3 separate regions of the Mus musculus genome follow, and regions 2 and 3 are each linked to region 1. The links are chromatin contacts, called in public HiChIP or PLAC-seq and promoter capture Hi-C maps. All regions are on one chromosome and are shown on one strand. Each heading gives the region's core, a stretch centred on a gene start, on an enhancer-like site or on the middle of the called end of the contact. The rest is flanking DNA. Distances are from core to core; before and after follow the strand shown. Region 1 holds the start of Atp6v0e (ATPase, H+ transporting, lysosomal V0 subunit E). Region 2 holds the start of Neurl1b (neuralized E3 ubiquitin protein ligase 1B). Region 3 overlaps Itpr3 (inositol 1,4,5-triphosphate receptor 3).

Region 1 (3,244 bases), core at 555-3,054:
TAAATTCAAATTATACTCTCTCCTAGGAATTGGTTTGTACCAACATATTCCAATATAAATGTGCTTTGTGAGTTGCTACATAGGCATCCAAATTCCATGAATTTTGTTTGTTAGTTAGTTTGGTTGGTTGGTTTTGGAGACAAGGTTTCTCTGTATAGTCCTGGTTGACTAAAAATCTCTCTGTAAACCAGGCTAGCCTTGAATCCACAGAGATTCACCTGCCTCTGCCTTCTGAGTGTTGCTTTTAAAGGTGTGTACCACCATCACCTGACATAAATTACATGACTATTTTAAAGAAACAAATTATTTCAGATTACTAATGGTGAGCTGAGTGACTATCAAGACATGACCAATAGATGGACCTCCACTTCAAATTGAGTTCTGAGTCTAGTTTGGCCTGTTCCTAACTGCATGGTTCTGCCAGCCTTCACCTTCTAAATTCTGGGATTAAAAGTATGCGGCCACTACAGCTGGCTCAGTTAAAGTCTGAAAATCATTTGCAAAGATGGTACAGCTGCTGAAGGGTCCAATTAATTCAGGAATCCATTCTACTTGATGAAGAAATCAGGAGAGGTGGCTACTACGGGGAAATGGATCCACAGCCAGCACACTGGATTCAGCTGCCAGATCTCCCTTTTCATCTTGCTCTGTCTGCAAGCTTCTGCAAAACCAACCTCAGCTCAGCATGGTGCTTCACTGGCAATCCCAGCATTTGGGAGCTGTTGTGTTCCTCATAGCAAGTCCCTGGCCCCAAGGGAAAAAAAAACCTCCAAGAATTGCTCCCCTCCTCTGTGTCTCAGGAAGTTCATGGTGCAATGAGCCTACAATTCTGGCGAGCCACAATGATATTTCTGGCTAATTCCTATTCTTGTTTGTTTGTTTGTTTGTTTCGAGACAGGGTTTCCCTGTGTAGCCCTGGCTGTCCTGGTACTCACTCTGTAGAGCAGGCTGGCTTCGAACTCAGAAATCTGCCTGCCTCTGCCTCCTGAGTGCTGGGATTAAAGGCGTGTTCCACGATGCCCGGTGATAATTCCTATTCTTTTTTTTTTTAAGATTTATTTATTTATTATATGTAAGTACACTGTAGCTGTCTTCAGACACACCAGAAGAGGGAATCAGATCTTGTTACAGATGGTTGTGAGCCACCATGTGGTTGCTGGGATTTGAACTAAGGACCTTTGGAAGAGCAGTCGGGTGCTCTTACCTGCTGAGCCATCTCACCAGCCCCGATAATTCCTATTCTTATTGAAACTGTTGTGACAACTGGCGGGAATGCAAAGTAGGGCCTGGTCATCCTCAGCTGTCCATCTTCTCTGGAGATGTGACCTCTCTCAGATGGCTGTCAGATTTACTTCTGTAACTCAGACCCTGGCACTCTGTACAAGACACACAGCAGCACCAACGATTAAGAGCCTTACAACCGTGAAGTTACTTACAATGCGACTGTGATTCTTCACTTGCAGCAGAGATGGCGATTGTGAGTAGTTCATGGGCTATGGAAGAATGCAAAGCAGGAGCCTAGCATACAAGACTCTAGAACAGTAGTCCACTATTGTAGGTTTTACTTATTTATGTCTGCGCGTAAAATATAGATAAAACTGTAAATGACACATCACCAAAATGGGCCTAAGTTCTTTCCAGAAAACTCTGCTGGTCCCCTCCCCGGTGGCTGGAGGTTCATCTCAGTCAAGCCCCATGGAACCACAGCCTTGAGACTAGCCAGGTAAGGGCGGGGCTCTAGTCTAAGGGGCGGAGTCCGACGGTCGAGTCACGCCGCGCGCAAAGGGCGGGGCTTTAGCGCGCCGATCACGTGAGCCTCTGTTGACACTTCCGGGTGGGACGAGAGCGAGGCTCCGGACCGATTCGGCTGCTGGGGCGCAGGCATGGCATACCACGGCCTTACTGTGCCTTTGATCGTGATGAGCGTGTTCTGGGGCTTCGTGGGCCTCCTCGTGCCCTGGTTTATCCCCAAGGGTCCTAACCGGGGGTAAGTGCGCCAGGTCCAAGGTGGTGGGAGCGGAGGACCCCGGTGGGAGGATCACGGAGAGAAGGATCGTACGTGGAGGACTACGGCGGGAGGATGAGGCGGGGTGGACCACAGAGGGGAGGACCGCATGCGCTCCTCAGAGCCTGTCAACGTCCCCGGCTGGAGGGTGAGGTCACCTTTGGCGGCCCCTCCCGGAAGTGAATTTTAGGGAGTGCTTTTTGTCTTGATGGACTAAAAGTGTGCACTTCGACTGAAGAGAAATTAGGGCGCCTCCCAAGCCACTGTCGCTGCTTTGGTTCTGTCTTTGATGCACGGGAGGCTTTTTGCCTAAACCTCAAAGAAAGGGATCTGAGAACAGAAATCTCCCTCTCGCCCCCTTGCTGTCGCAGTTTCGGACTCAGACAAGCTTGATGCAGAGCGTTAAGTTCAGCCTTTGCAGCTAGTGGGCCCAACCCAAGCCAGGGTGAGCCTGATCTAAACGAGGTTAAATCACCCAGAGCTGAAGGCATTGTGTAGAAACCTCTGCGTCATACCTTCCAGGGCGCTCCTGCCCTTACTTGTAAACAGTATTTACAGTGGTTGGCCAAGATTTTCATTCCCCCATCTAAGGTTTGCAGAATACCGTTTTCTCTGTTTGGAGATAAACTTCTGTATTGCAGTGTAAAAACAAACCTTTTCAGAGGAGCCTAGGGCACCCTCTTTCTAGTTCCTCTTTTGAATTAAGTAATTTTTTCCCTCTCACTCAAGATCATGTGGAGGTGACACTTGATCTTAAGTAGTAGTGTGTCAGAAACGTCTCTTGCTTTAATGGTTAGACACTGAATGGTGGGTACATAGTGTTTAGCTCCACAACACTTTGTAGAGTAGACAATGTTTACTGAGTGGGCCATTTTGATTAGAGAAAGTTTTACTGTGGGTTTCTTTGTTTTGGGGGGGCTTTGGGGGGTTTGTTTGTTTGTTTGGGGGGGGGGTCAAGATAAGGTTTCTCTGTGTAGCCCTGGCCATCCTGGAACTCACTGTGTAGACCAGGCTAGCTCAAACTCAGAAATCCACCTGCCTCTGCCTCCCAAGTGCTGGGATTAAAGGTGTGCGCCACCACGCCCAGCTGAAGTTTTACTGTTTTGTGATATTGGCTTCTATTACTGTCTGGAATACACTGACTTTTAACAGTGTTTTTTCTATTAGCCTAAGAAAGCACTTTTAAAGATGTATGTATTATTTTATGTATATAAGTGTATAGCTGCATGTATGTAAGGG
Region 2 (2,879 bases), core at 139-2,638, 260 kb before region 1:
GGAGTGCTCTGAAAGTGGCTTTTTAACAGCAGCTTCCCCACCCTGCCGCCACAAAGTCCTGTTGCCCTGAGCCATTTTATCTAAGTGAAATTCCTCAACTCCTTTTATAGCAATGGCGACCTCTCTAAGGACCCCAGGGTCATACAGAGTGAAGGCCTACCCAGCTAAAGTACCTTTGCCCACCAGAGTTTGGGGTGAAATTTTAAATAACTGAGAGCACTTGTAATTGAGAATTAGAAACTCAGTACAGAATAGGTCTGGCCATGGCTTCCTGGGGAACAACAGAGGAGAGTCTGAGGACAACGAGAAACCAAGGCAGGAGGCGGTCCTCTGAGCACCTCTTTTTACTCCGTTTCAGAGGGAGCTTGCCCTCAGCCACTGGGAGATAGGTTTGGACATCTCGTCTACCCACTGACCCTCGGTTTACCCTGTCTGTGCTGTGGAGGTAATAACCCTGCTTCCTAAACTGACGAGAGTACTGAGTATGGGAGTCTGAAAGTAATGGTTAGGGACTGGGTCTCCTCACAGAGTCATTACACCTCCCCCACCTTGGTGTGTTAGTCTGTGAATTGGACTAGGGGTGGCATGGGCTAGCTGGCCTTTTATAGAAGAGTAGCCAAGGCTGGAAGGTTCTGAGAAAAGATTTATGCGGTGGGAGTGGATGCACCTCCCCCTCTCAGCCCCCTCCCCCCCCCCAACGCCGCCGCCTCGTACCTCCTGGCAACACTACCCACCTCACATGCCACCTCGTTCTCTCAAAAACCCTCAGCCGGCCCTATCTGACACTTCAATGTTATTGTTGGTTTTGACCACTATGTGATCTTGATTGCTAATTTTCTCTTCCTTGAGAGCAGGGACTGCGTCTGGGGCTCAGCAGAGGGCCTGGTACATAGGGTGTGGGCAGTACTTTAATGAAGAAGGCACAGTGAGCTCAAGTCTGGGTCCCGCCCCCCCCCCTAAACAACCACTACATACTGAAGTCTCTCCTCCTAGGTATGCGGCCTAGGGGATGGAGAAGTTCCCCATCCCTACCCCCCACCCCCATCTCACCCTGGATGGACTGTCATGGAGCCCTTGACACTGTCTGGCGTGACCTGCATGTGTGCGCGTCGTCCCTGAGTCGAGGCACCACCCAAAGTGGCCGAATGCCTGGACAAGGACTCGGCACCCGGCGACCCATCCCGATTGGCAAAAAGAGCAAGGTCGGTGCGCGCGGGAACGACGAGGGCAGGAGGCCAGCCCCGCCTCTCCAGCGCGCTACCGGTGCAAACTTTCAAAAGACGCGGCGGCGGCCCCAGCCCCGCCCAAGCACGGTTGGTGGCGGGCGCGGGGGCGGGGCGGGCGCGCCCGGGCCGGTGGCTCCGCCTCCTCCCGCCGCCGCCCGCGCCGCCCATCTGCCGCCCGCCGGTCGCCGGTGCAGCGGCAATGCCCCGCAGCCCGGCCGCGGCCCCCGGCCCGCCCAGCTAGCCCCGCGCCGCGAGTCTCGGAGTAGCGATGGGCAACACGGTGCACCGGACCCTGCCAGGTACGCCCGGAGCCGCGCCCCGAAGTGGCGCGGAGCGCCTGGTCCTCCCCGGGTCGTCGCAGCCGCGGAGCCCGGGTGCAAGCCAGAGCCTGGTTGCCGGAGCCCGAGCCCCGGAGCCGCACCCCTGCAGGGATGTGCGGACCCCTCCTGGTTTTCCTGGCCTTGGCCGTGCGCCCCACGCCTTTGTTCCAGCCGGAGGTCGCTAATGAGCGAGCCGGAGGGAGGTATCGGGGCTTCCCCCGGCCGGAACCCTTCAGGGGGGTTGCAGGGCGCGGGTGTCCCGGGTCTCCGCGTACAGTCCACAGGCGCCCCCGGCACACGTGCTAGTTCTTGGCGGCGTTCCCACGCGCGCCCGGCTGCGCCCCGTTCGGGTGTCCGTTCTGTTGGGGGCCCTCCCAGCCCCATCTGAGCCATTGCTGTGGGGCGCATCGCCCCCTAGTTAAAAGCGCCCTAGAATTTCCTAGACCCGAGAAAGGCGGTGGGCGAGGGGCGTGGGGCGGGCGTGCGGAGGCCGGGGGACGCCACGCCTCGCTGAAAATACCTAGTGATGGTGGAACATGTCAGCGCGCCGAGGCTGTCACTGCCTGTCTGCAAAGAATCGTCCTCCTAAGAAAAGACACCCCGATTTTACACAAGAAGTTTAACCTCAGTACAGGAGAAATGACCCGGTGACAGGCAGTGGTGGGAGACTGCATGGGCCCTGTCAGCCTGTCTGCCCCGCCCCTCACCCCCACTGTGTCCCAAGTCTTCAGAAGTGTTTGGGCATAAAACTGGGCATTCGGCATTCGCAGCATCCTTAAGCAGAGGCTCTCTCTCTCTCTCTCTCTCTCTCTCTCTCTCTCTCTCTCTCTCTCTCTCTCTGTGTGTGTGTGTGTGTGTGTGTGTGTGTGTGTTGGGGGAGGGTAGTTCAGAGAAGAAGCAAGTTGGCTGTAGGTCAGATTTAGCACAGCCCAGCTGACACCCCATCTCTGTTCTGACACCCCCACAGCCCTTCCTCCGGCAGTTATCCTAATAGAGTTGTCTCTTCCCCTGGAAGGGATTGGACCAACCTGAGACCTAAGGACCACTGGGGAGACAGACAGCCCCTTCTACTAACAAGCCCCTGGGTGGCTTTTACTGGATCATTCCTAAGGTCAGCCAGGTGGAGTCACAGGCTGGTCAGCTTCAGAGGTGGCTTTGGAACCTGGGTCTGTACTAGACAGAGTGATAACCGCTTCTTGCTAGGCTGAAGAGACCCAGCCACCGATCTGGAGGGACCTGAGGTCACATCAGAGATGGCAGTCACAGAAGCCCATGACGGAGACACAGTACATACTCAACTAGAATTCCTGTGCTATTCTGGTTGGTTTTTTAA
Region 3 (2,806 bases), core at 200-2,699, 440 kb after region 1:
TTCCTTTCTGGGGTGGGTGTGTGGGGTGACAGTGGACACGCACAGGTGACTGGTGGCGACACCAGATAGGGCGACAGGGCGTGCTTAGTCCTCCAAGCTCCTGCCTTCTTCCTGTTGGATTTTGGGGAGGTCTAGCCTACGTCAACCTGCACCCCCATGCATGCCTGTGAGCTCGATGCAGTCAGAAGGGTGGGCAGAGCCTTGACAGCCTCTGGCTTGATTTGCATCTGTCATTCGTGCAGAGCTTGGTGTCTGCAGGGGCTGCCTGGGTGTTGGGTCCAGAGTCAGAGACCCTACTATCTGTGTGACAGTCTCTGTGTGAGCCAGCAGGGCCAGGAGCGGCTTCCTGGGACAGACTAGAGAAACACTATGGTCAGACAGACATTGGGATCCTTGTGACCTTGTTGCTGTCTTCTCTAGCCAGCCCCCTGGGGATGCCACACGGAGCTGCCACATTTATGGGCACATGTAGTGGGGACAAGATGGACTGTGTCTCTGAGGTCTCAGTGCCTGAGATCCTAGAAGGTGAGACCGGCGTCTACAGGATAGGATGGGGTGGGTGGGGTGGAATGGGCAGCCCCGGGTCCGAACATACTGACCACCCGCAGAGGACGAGGAGCCCGATAGCACGGAGCGGGCCTGTGACACTCTACTTATGTGTATCGTGACCGTCATGAACCACGGACTGAGGAACGGTGGTGGCGTGGGCGACATCCTCCGCAAGCCCTCCAAAGATGTGAGCACCTTCCCACCCGTCCCGTGGATGCTCCCACACCCAGCCAGTTTCTGTGACACTGTCCAGAGCTATCAGCTTCCCACCCCAGCACACTGTAGAGGCTACAAGGGTCACCACGGCAACCAGTCTTGGCTCTGAGGCTTGGGGAGGTGTGGGCCATCAGCAGTCAGTGGCTTCCTCAGCCTAGAGAGGGAGGACAAGGTGGAGCCTCAGTTTGGCTTGGGCGGCCAAGCTGTGTCCATCACTGATCTCTGGCTTAGACCAAGGTTCTGGAATGTGAGAGGCGCGGCATCCGGGCTGCTGATCCGGGAGCTCGCAGCTGCCCCCCATCCCCCTTAACCAAGTTAGAGGCAGAAACAAGCCCTGTTTTGTAGCAGGACTTGCCACACGCAACAAACTTGTAAGGGCTTCCTCCTGGTCAGCCGTTTCTAAATGTTAGCTGGTGGCATCTTTCTGGTTGGCAGCTGGGGGTCACTGTTGTCTGTTGTCTCTCTCGGGGGCTTGCGGTGATTCTGTCCTCACGGTGTCCCCGTGCTCTGCAGGAGTCGCTCTTCCCAGCCAGAGTGGTGTATGACCTTCTGTTCTTCTTTATCGTCATCATCATCGTGTTGAACCTCATCTTTGGGGTGATCATCGACACCTTTGCCGATCTGCGCAGCGAGAAGCAGAAGAAAGAGGAAATCCTTAAGACCACGTGCTTCATCTGTGGTGAGGCTCACTTCCTAGCTCGGCTGTTGGCTTCCCACTGCATGGCTGGAGGCATCTGAGCCATGGCACCCAGTCCCACCCTTGCTGACCTGGCCTGAGGTGGATCACTGGGGCCCAAGAAGCCACTGCTTTGAGCCCTCGGCCTTCCAGGAGAGGAACTTGATGCCACTGTGGTCTCAGGCTTCTGGTTTTAGTCCATTGCTCCTTCTGAATCCAGTCATGTCCTCACCAGTGGCCAGGGCCCAGAGAGCAGGGCTCACCTGGCAGGCCATGCTGTTGACCCAGCTGTCACTGTCACTGCTGGGCTCAGGTAATCCTGATGTTCCCAGAGTCCCTAGCGCTTTCTCTGCAGGAGGGCTGCAGCCACGTGCGGTGGTGTCCCCACCACTAAGCATTGGAGCTTGAACAGTGACCCGCATCACCCAGGAGAGCTGTTAGGAGCAGTCCCCATGGTGGTCCTCAGTGGTGGCCCTCCTTCTGCCCCCAGGTCTGGAGAGGGACAAGTTTGACAACAAGACAGTGTCCTTCGAGGAGCACATCAAACTGGAGCATAACATGTGGAACTACCTGTACTTCATTGTACTGGTCCGAGTCAAGAACAAGACAGACTACACCGGCCCCGAGAGCTATGTGGCTCAGATGATCAAGGTGAGGGTGTCCGTGCGCCCGGGCTCATTGACACCTGGGAGGAGGCACAACAGCTGCTGGCCTTGGCCTGAGGGGTGGCAGCTGCAGTGGCTTGTGGGGTCAGCCAAGGAGTGAGGAGCAGCTGGGGCCAGCCCTCACTGTGCAAAGCCCTGCTGGCCACCACCACCCGTGGGTGGACCCACACTCCTGCTATATGGAGAAAGCAAACATGCAATGAATCTGTCAGCCCCAGAGAAGCGTGGTGAACCAGCTTCCCCCCTCACCCCTGCACAGCAGCAGTTGGGGGGTTGGGCAGTGGAGTGGGGAGACCCCACTGAGGGATGTAGATTCCCCACAGGACCTCTTTTAGAAAGCACAGCATGGGAGAACAGCTTCCTAAAGTCAACATTGTCCCAGTCAGAGAGAAAGCCTGGAGCAGCTTAAAAATACCAGGCTTAGAGGAATTAAAACATAATCCTCCTAATTTCTAGTCACTGTGGCAGTGCCGAGTTTGGTCTAGAGAGGTTTAACTGTTGGTCTGAGAATTCACAGTTGTGACAGGGAACCAGCAAACTGCTTGGCTCGAGCCCTTCTCCCCTGCTTCTCTATCTCGGGAAGCATGGCTTCCCTTCTTTCAGAGGCTCCCCCTCCCAGACTGCCATCTGTGTGACTCTCCTGTTCCCTGAGCACGGGACATGCTCGTCTGCAGCAGCGGAAAGGAAGGGAGCAAGTCTG

The links. Promoter capture Hi-C pulls out the DNA fragments that hold promoters and counts their contacts. HiChIP or PLAC-seq counts read pairs in DNA pulled down with a chosen protein or histone mark.
Region 2: a promoter capture Hi-C map of the SN4741 cell line shows a contact between it and region 1, with 2.9 times the contacts expected there. The contact joins the promoter of Neurl1b here to the promoter of Atp6v0e in region 1. A contact is called at or near these places in 6 of 39 promoter capture datasets (the SN4741 cell line, embryonic stem cells, liver and 1 more), 5 of 115 datasets of contacts at active chromatin or transcription factors (bone marrow-derived macrophages, embryonic stem cells, epiblast stem cells and 1 more) and 4 of 9 other capture datasets (adipose tissue, liver, macrophages and 1 more).
Region 3: a contact with region 1 is called in an H3K4me3 HiChIP or PLAC-seq map of bone marrow-derived macrophages, with 2.6 times the contacts expected there. The contact joins the enhancer-like site here to the promoter of Atp6v0e in region 1. A contact is called at or near these places in 5 of 39 promoter capture datasets (the 3T3-L1 cell line, the SN4741 cell line, liver and 2 more) and 1 of 115 datasets of contacts at active chromatin or transcription factors (bone marrow-derived macrophages).

The regions. Positions count from the first base shown.
Region 1 is chr17:26,674,592-26,677,835 of GRCm38.p6, forward strand. It overlaps Atp6v0e (ATPase, H+ transporting, lysosomal V0 subunit E), which reads left to right and starts at 1,805. Exons shown (of 4, transcript NM_025272.2): 1 at 1,805-1,987. The coding sequence starts at 1,884.
Region 2 is chr17:26,413,471-26,416,349 of GRCm38.p6, forward strand. It overlaps Neurl1b (neuralized E3 ubiquitin protein ligase 1B), which reads left to right and starts at 1,389. Exons shown (of 5, transcript NM_001081656.3): 1 at 1,389-1,525. The coding sequence starts at 1,495.
Region 3 is chr17:27,117,937-27,120,742 of GRCm38.p6, forward strand. It overlaps Itpr3 (inositol 1,4,5-triphosphate receptor 3), which reads left to right. Exons shown (of 58, transcript NM_080553.3): 53 at 421-525; 54 at 609-736; 55 at 1,279-1,444; 56 at 1,932-2,092. Among named protein-coding and RNA genes, the nearest start is that of Uqcc2, 15 kb to the right of the region's middle. Within about 2 kb of position 1,450, at least 59 of the 459 cell types and tissues checked have an H3K27ac peak or open chromatin away from gene starts, as enhancers often do. A contact at or near this core is called in bone marrow-derived macrophages, where this site is marked.